2 separate regions of the Mus musculus genome follow, and region 1 is linked to region 2. Evidence: chromatin contacts called from public promoter capture Hi-C data. All regions are on one chromosome and are shown on one strand. The core of a region is the stretch at or near the end of the contact, and the rest is flanking DNA. Distances in the headings are between cores, read along the strand shown.

The links. Promoter capture Hi-C pulls out the DNA fragments that hold promoters and counts their contacts.
Region 1: a contact with region 2 is called in a promoter capture Hi-C map of pre-B cells. The contact joins the promoter of BC052040 here to the promoter of Lin7c in region 2. A contact is called at or near these places in 1 of 39 promoter capture datasets (pre-B cells) and 2 of 484 Hi-C or Micro-C datasets (both in CD4 T cells).

What each region holds. Positions count from the first base shown.
Region 1 is chr2:115,580,165-115,584,792 of GRCm38.p6, reverse strand. BC052040 (cDNA sequence BC052040) reads right to left here and starts at 3,077. Exons shown (of 11, transcript NM_207264.4): 1 at 2,808-3,077. The coding sequence starts at 2,908.
Region 2 is chr2:109,888,556-109,892,793 of GRCm38.p6, reverse strand. Lin7c (lin-7 homolog C (C. elegans)) reads right to left here and starts at 1,916. Exons shown (of 5, transcript NM_011699.3): 1 at 1,873-1,916. The coding sequence starts at 1,909.

The DNA of each region.
Region 1 (4,628 bases), core at 1,828-4,327, 5.7 Mb before region 2:
AGTTGATGAGTTTCCTATCCCACGTTACAGTCAGCCTTCAAGAAACTAGCATTTGTTAGGTTTTGTGTAATAAAAACACAACAGTGGGTTTTTTTTAATCCACAGTATCTAAAAAGCCTATTAAGTTACTCTTTTCTTTTGCAACTACCTATGAGTTCCTTAGTATTTCTTCCTGTCTTTTTCTGTTGTAATGTATCTGTGTGTCTGACCACAGGCCTGCAGGTACACTCATGCATGCATGTACATTTGGTGGCACATCTGATATCTTCTCCTATGGCTCTCCATATTTTTCAAGACATGGCCTCTCCATGACCTACCTAGTCACTGCCAGGGCTTCCATTGCAACCCTCCTCCTTACAAGGAGGTCGATCGGGGGTGTCACAGCAATGGCCCGTGTTAGTTTGCTTTCTATTGCTACAATAAAACACTGGGACCAAAGAGACAACTAGGGGTGGAAAGGGTTTATCTCAGCTTACAGTTGCAGATCATCACAAAGGAACGTTAGAGCAGCAACCTACAAACAGAACTGAAGCAGAGACCATGGAGGGACAATGCTTACTGGCTTGCTCTCCATGGTTTGCTCAATCTGTTTTCTTACACATTGCAAGACCACCAAGGGGTGGCTGGACCCTCTCATATCAATCACCAATCAAGGAAAGATACCCCATGAAGAGAGACAGGAGAGAGGCTCAGAAGGCCAGGAGAGTCAATAGAAATCTGCAGCTGCCCCAGGGGTAAGGATGGATGTGGGTGTGGGTGGAGGTGGAGAATCTCTAGGAAGTCCAAGAGACATGGAATGGGGGAGGCTCCCAGAAGACAAAGCATGTGACCTTGACCAAAATGCTAAACAGAGGAGACAAGGAACCTGAAGAGGTTCCCTCCTACAGGATCCAAATTCAGGCCCCTCATGCTTGCATAGCAAGCACTTTCCTCAGTGAGCCATTTTTCCAGTCCCTCCTCTTATCCTTTTATCAGCAATATATGACAACTAGTTAAATATAAAAATAGATGCAGCTTCTTGTAGTTAAGGCAGATCTTAAAGAGATTTGCAAAAGTATACAGCCGTATCTCAACCATTTTTGGAATTATGACTATTATAGATAAAATGTCAACAAGCAATATACTTACTATTATTCAAAACAAATTTAGTAGTATTTTATTTAATTTCTCAGCTTTAATTTAAATTTTAGAAAACACTCTAGGATATAACTATACATATAACTATACATACGAACACACACACACACACACACACACACACACACACACATATATATATATATATATATATATATATATATATATATTTTAATGGTGGGGCTGGTAAAATAGTTTCGTAGATCAAATCACTTGCCAAAAAGCCTAACTACATGAGTTCCACTGCCAGACCCATTTGATGGAAGGAAAGAAACAACTCCAAATTTTCTTCTGACCTCCACACATACCTTGACACATATGGATCCAAATACATACATATGTTCTTTTGAAAATAGTAATATGTGTCCATAATGATAGCAATGTATCAAAAAAGCTCCAAAACTCCCTAGCAATGTATACACATATAAAACATTCCATATACTATATAACATACATGTGATAATATACCTACATCTTATACCTTTTCCCCCTGGATGGTCAGTCACCACTCATTTTAGAAAGGATGCAAAAAAAACTAGTGATAATAATTAAATTCCAACTTGTCAACTCTGCTCTTGAACAGGAACTATGATAAATCCCCTAGCTACAAAGTCCTTAAGTATGGACAATATTGGAAGGAGAGCCTTTCTCTTTAGAGTCTAGGAAAATTAGTCTACCAAATATGAGGTCATGAAAGATATGCTTCAATTTGTATTGATACCTACTATCCAATAACTTGTCTTTCTCAATGAAATCTCTCTGGTGATGCATGGTCAAAGGCTATGTGTTATTGATAGGAAAGCTCTCCATTAGGAGTAACTATGCTCAATGTCATAATATGTTTTGAATAAAAAAATATACAAAATGTTCTGTATTATTTAACATATTAATTATGATGACCTAGTTGTTTTGAACAGGTATTCAAGTAATGAGTGGGTCTCAGTTTTTACATCTTATAAATGGAAAAAAATCTATGTTATATAATCTCTAAGAAACCTTTCCTAGCAGGTGGGAAAATCCTAAAATCCCACAACAAAGTGAAAAGTATGAAACCCATGGGGAATACGTATGCACACAATGAGAAACCTTCAGACCTTGAGATCCAAATGACCAGACTCAAGAGTGTGACCCCCTAATGTTCTCAACTCTATAAAGAATCTTTTCATTGCACAGCCAACAAGACAAGGCCCCCTTTGGGCCTGGGCCCTCTTGCTACCAGTGGCAATCCGAAAGGGTCCTGTTCACTCTAGATCTACCATCTCTAGGTGTCTGTGTCAAGTTGGCAGCACCCCAGTGCGATGAACCGCCAATTCACGTTTTTTTACGTTGCAAAGATCCCATTACCAATTATTTACTGCTAGTATCTGTGGATTAACCACTGGTCATCTATGAAGCACCTACTTAATATGTGTACACTCTCATACCCGCAATATGTATCAAGTAAAGATCTGCTGAGTTGGATTCAACTCCCAAGGCCTGGAGTGACTTCAGGAGCCTCAGCCATTAAATGTTTTGTATGGTAGGCAGGTGGAGGGAAGAGAGCATTCTCATGATCTTCGACCTAACTCTGTTCCTCCCATTTGTGTGTGACACGTGGCTTCTATGACTGCCAGGGTGGCGGGAACTGGGGTGCAGGTAAAATGCTGTGAGAATTGGAGATGGGGACTTACCTGGGGAACCTCTGCTTCAGCTTCCTCAGGCTCTGCCTAGTGGGCGGTACAGACACTAGGCACTGGGCTATCTCCTCGTACTGGGCTTTGGTTAGTATCATATTGGGCCCAAGGAAAAATCACCCTTGGGCTCGTGCGGGCTTGGTGCCTAGAACCTAGGGAAGGGCAGAGCGCGGTACGACCCTGGGCCCTCCACTTATTTAGCTATCCCTTATGCCCCCAAAGCACACCCCCCTAGCTGCACCGCGGGGCGGAGACACGCAGCGTCCCAGGCTTCACCTCCGCGGGAGAGGCGGGCTGTAGAACTATTTGCGCCAGCAGAGTGTACTGAGCAGCCGCAGTAAGCCGGGCCGAAGGCAACTAGCCGCCATCTTGGGTAAGGGCAAAGCAACCAGGAAGTGGCGGCTGCGTACCGAATTCTTTTTGCGTCTTTAGGGGCAGGTGTCCCCAGCAACACCTCCCTGAGATCGGAACCCAGACGCTCATTGAAGACACTCTGCCAGCTGCGAGAAACACAGACGGCCCGTTTCGGGTCACAGGGATGCTTTTCCAGCCTGGAGTTGGAAACCCGGAAGTGCTCTGGTGGAGCGCGGGATTTGAATGTGTTTTTTTCCGACACGCCCAGTTCTGCCGCTCTGAGCAGATGGCCTGCAAAGGAGCAAGGTGAGCGGAAGCTAAGCAGCGAACAGGATCTCTGCAAACCAGCGGTTTCGCCTGTGCTGGGAAAGTTCTTCAGCCTCTCCCGTGGAAGGCAATGCTGGTTTTGTTGAGAACTTAAATTCTGCATTAAATTCTCTGGTGGAAAGCAATGCTGGTTTTGTTGAGAACTTAAATTCTGCATCTTAAAACAACTGGCAGTAGAATGTCAATTCCACTCTCGCATACATAAAGAAGTAAATTCCTGGCCCCCACAATAGTGAGTGCCCAATAATGTGTAGAAATACGAACTTCTGAGTTAATATATTAGAGCATCTATATATTTGGTTTGGTTTGGTTTGGTTTTTTGAAACCTTTGTTTCTAAGGTGGGCGTATGATATGTGTTCTCTCCCATTTTGAGCAAAAGGAAGAAAATCTGCTTAGGTTTTAGCACGTTTAAACGGTTTACTGCTTTCATTTGGTGTAAAGTGTAAGTTGGAAGGTTGGCCTAGATAAGACCCCATTGGTAAATTCTTTAGTTCATCAAAGCCTCAATTACTTTACCTATAAAAATTTGTAATTCATGAGGCAGGTTTTAAGACTAAATAAGGTAGTATAGAGCCAAGTTATGGAGTCACCGTAGTTGTCAGTCAACAGATGAAAGAATAAACAAAATGTGGTTTAGAAACACAGTTTTAAAGATTAAAATAATGACTACATCTGGAAAAAGGACTCAAACCAATATCTTTTGCTTCCTCTCCCTTGTGGCTCTTCAGTTTTACATAGATCACAAGTACACACACATTTACATACATACACATATGTACAAGAAAGAACGCAGAGAAATACTGAGAAAGCAATAAGACTGGGGGAGTGTGTGGACATAAAAATGAAAGAATTTATATTTGTGAAATCAGCACTATGTCCAATGACCATCTGTCAATAAAAACAATAAGATAGTACAAGAGACATTTATTTAGCATAGCATTCAACAGACATTATTTACGTAACTTAGGTTATAAAGACTAAGTTCCTTAAGTAAACTAGGTAGGATGTTTACTAGATAGTGTTTTGTTGGTATTCTTGTAAGGACTCCCTTAATCCCAGTAACTTCCCCTGGCGCAGGTTCTATCCCCATTATTGCTCCGTCCTTCCTTTGTTCAGAGTGAACAAAGGCATAAAAG
Region 2 (4,238 bases), core at 667-3,166:
TTAATCAGTTAATCAAACAGACCAGCTTTGCTCTGATGTCCCACCACCAGAATGGCTAGTAAATGTTGTTTCAGCAGTTGTTGATTTACAGTCACAATACATTATCCACATTAAAATCCTACATATACAGCTGGGAAAACGGCTCAGTGGCAGAGTGCTCACCTAATATGTACAAGGCTCTCAACTCAATACAACATGGTGGGAAGAAGGAAAAGAGGAGATAGGAGAGGGTAGAGAGAAGGGAGACACTTAGAAATGAGTTAAACACTCTATACCAAATATATGCTCATTAAGTTTGTGCACCAGTGAATTGTGCTTTGATGATTTTGAAGCAAACAGGAACTTGGTCATATGTACTGGTATTTTGCTGTGGAATTGTACTGTGGAACTTTTGAGAATATGCTAGGTCTGTTAGAATTCTTGATCAGAATCGGACTTGACACCAACTGCCTTGCTTATCCTGCTAACTGGCAAAAACCAACTAGGACTTCATTCCTACCAATATTTTGAGCTTTCTACTGTTTAACTGAAAAACTTCCTAACAGCAAAAAGCAGATGTCAGAGGGAAAAGGTCCACATTTTGTGCTTCATTTAAAGATACAAAAGAACGCCATCTTGTTTGAAACTTGCAACTCTTCTGGTTAACACCAACAGATTTGTTCCTGTGTAACAATGTGTTCAAAGCACATTGACACCGTAGTACTTGAGGGGAAAATGACACAGCTGTAAGCCTACCTTATTCTTTCCCAAGCTACCCTGTCACAAACAAGTTCATTTATTTAAAAAGAAACAAAAGGCTCCCATGGTCACTACAATAAAAAGCAAAACGAATCATAATCAGCACAGTGTGTGAGGAAAGAGGTTCTATTACATACACAAATTTTATAAAATGATTTCCTTCTTGGACGATATTGAGATTATAATTGTGAATACTAAATATATGCAATGTCAAACTCCATCCCAGGCGATGTTTGCCAACAGCACTCGAAATGCTTAACTGGTACTTTCTGGTTACTATGACTACCGAATTGTACAAAGCTTGTTCCAGTTGTCTGAAATTTAAGTTGGGGCAGAACAGAGTACAATACTGGAAAGCTGCAACTGGACCCTGGGAGAGTCTTTTCACAGGCTTCTCTTCAATCGGGTTGGTTTTTCTTGGCTGTTTGCTCTAAGAAGCAATCAACCAACCAGGTTTCCAAGTGTAGGGTTTATGAGTATGGAATTGCATGGCACTTAAAAGTGACTTACAATCAAATCACTACTCCACCTAGTTATGTAATCTCCTTCCCAAGATCAAGTCAGTTGGAGGGTTTTTTTTTTGTTTGTTTTTTGTTTTTGTTTTTGTAAGCATCCTCTCCGTGGCTGGAGGGGTGCGAAAGTTAGGAAAGAGCAACTCAAAGCCCGGAGGCTGTGGTCACAGTACTGAAGGAGTCTGAGTTTTAAATGGGGGCGAGGGAGTTTCTGCGGGAATGTGTCTGTGTCGGCCAAGTGGCAGAACCAGGCCAAGAGGCCACACTGATCTGTTCGCGCACACTGACCGTAGACAGTGCCGGGCTGCGTGGTGGCCTCGGCTTTTAGGGTCTATGAAGCTGAAAGCCGATGCTGCGGTGCGGACCCAGGGAGCGCCCGTGCCTACAGCCGTGGGCAGGCCGCTGAGCCGTGCTGTGCCCGCCGCCAGCCTCAACGGCCGGCTCTGGCGAGCTTTCAAACGCCAGCCAGCGCCCCCCGCGAGCAGCGCCCGGCGCCGAGGCCGCCGAGGGCTTCCGGGGCTCAGCGTCCGGGTCACCTTGCCTCCGCTCCGGCCCGCAGGCAGAGCGGTTCGTAGTCTCGACCCGCCCCACCCACCGCGGCCGCGACCCCCGCCGCACTCACCCCTTTCCAGCCGGACAGGTTCGCCCAGCGCCGCCATCTTCTCTTCGGAGGTGCAGACCCACAGGAAGTGACGACAGAGGGGCCGCGGTGGACCAGGCCGAGAAAGCGGAAGGGCGAGGATGGTAGTAACGCGAGAGCTAGAAGGATGCGGGTAACTACGCAGAGCGGTAGCCGGGGACGCTTTGCGACCGACGGGTGGCCTCCTTTCGTGGGTCTGTGCTCGTCCACTTCCAACAACCTGAGGTTGAAAAGAACCGATGTCCCGAGTGTCCCCTGCCTCGGGGAAGTCAGGACCTTAGTTCCGGCCCTTACCCGACCGACGGCAGCCTCTGACCGTCTAGGCTGGTTTCCCCATGTCCGAGTCCTCTTATAAATTCTTAATATCCTAGCTTGATCTAATTTAAAAAATTTACAATTCGAATTTTATCTAAAACTCTCTTTGAGCAGAAAGGTGGGAAAAAAAACAACCGGGAGAGAACGCTTTGGTATACACGAAGTATTGTTTTTAGTTAGCCGATTCAAAATCTGCTTGTGAATGAAGGATGAAGCATAGATTTTGTTTTATGGGTACATTTTGTAATTTGTAAGAATTTTTATATTAATGGGTGTTTTGCCCTTATGTATATCTGCACCATTTACAAACCTGAGGCCACAAGAGGGCATCTATTCCCCTGGAACTGGAGTTACAGATGGTTGAGACCTGCCCTGTGGGTGTTGGGAATCTAACCCCAGGACCCCTGGAAAAGGAGCCAGTACTCCTAACAGCACTGTCTGTCATCTCCAGATCCTCATAGGGCCACTCTTGAAGACTTGGTGGACCCAAATATTTTTAGTCACTAATTTCAATGAAATAATTTTTGTGAAACTTGGATTTGGGTAGCAAAGATCATAGTCCAGTGTTAAGTTTGTAACACCTGCACGACAGGATTGTTTTAATAGCTGGTTGCAGGTGACCCATTCTTTCCGTTGAACTGCAGTTTTCTACATGTTGTTATTAGGTAGTTGAATCCCACCACTGGGCAGTAGCCTTCAAGCTTCCTCATGCTCCATACAAATGACACAGGTTTTCTTGGCTGACAGGAGCTATTCTTATGAGCTGGGGTTACACATTACTTACTTTTCCAGAGACTCGAATCTGCAGACTTGTACAAGCTACACAAATCTGAGCTTTATCTCTATCTTCTGCTCCTTTGGAGTAGTCTTTTTCCATGTCTTTGATGATAAACACACAAAAAATCCCAGAATTCCAGGCTTACGCAGAAGACCATAAAAGTTTCCAGAGAATAAAAGGTCACCTTCTAAGGACTAGAAATTGAAACAGGATGCACTTTCTTTCCTTAACACAGCTGGAAGGACTCTGCAAGCTATAAAACTGTTACAGAAAATTGAATAATTCTCAAACTAGAATTCCCTCCTTGTTTTCTAGAGCTTCCATAGTGAAGTATAACAAGCGGAATGTTTTAAAACCACAGATAATTGCCTCACAAATCTGAGAGCTACAAGTCAGGAATAAAGGTACTATGTTCATTTCTAATCTACAGGAACCCTTCCTTGTCTCTGCCTGGCTTTCTAGCAGTTTTCTGGAAGTCTCTGGTGTTCCTGACTTGTGCTACTCAGCATCTTAGTTAGGGTTTTACTGCTGTAAACAGACACCGTGACCAAGGCAAGTCTTACAAAGACAACATTTAATTGGGGCTGGCTTACAGGTTCAGAGGTTCAGTCCATTATCATCAAGGCAAGAGCATGGCAGCATCCAGGCTGGTATGGTGCAGGAGGAGCTGAGAGTTCAACATCTTCATCTGAAGGCTGCAAGTGGAAGACTGACTTCCAGGCACTTAGGAAGTTGCTGTGATAGCCCACACCCACAAGTGACACACCTACTCCAACAAGGCCTCACCTGCCTCAACTGAGCCATACCTTCTAATAGTGCCACTTCCTGGGCAGAACATATGCCAACCATCACACTCAGTCTTTGTTTTCATACTCACATGGCAGTCTCACTATTATTTTCGTCTGAGCATTTTCTTAGAAGGAGACCAGTCCTATTAGACCAGGGGAGGAGACCAGGGGCCTACTCTAATCCAGTATGACCTCAGCCTAAGCTACATAAACAGTGTGCTACTACCACTGACTTATGATTCTCAGGTATGTGTGGTTTTTTTAAAGGGAAGGAGCCAACTTATTAAGCTGATAAAATTATCAGGAGAGAAGTCATACTGAAAGACGTTTTAGGGGGCATGGGTATAGCTCAGTGGTTGAGTATTTGTCTAGCATGTCTGATATCCTGGGTTAACCCCCAGCCCCACAGTTTCATACTAAACATATAAATTCTTCTAAAAAATTACTTTCCATACATACTTTCTCAA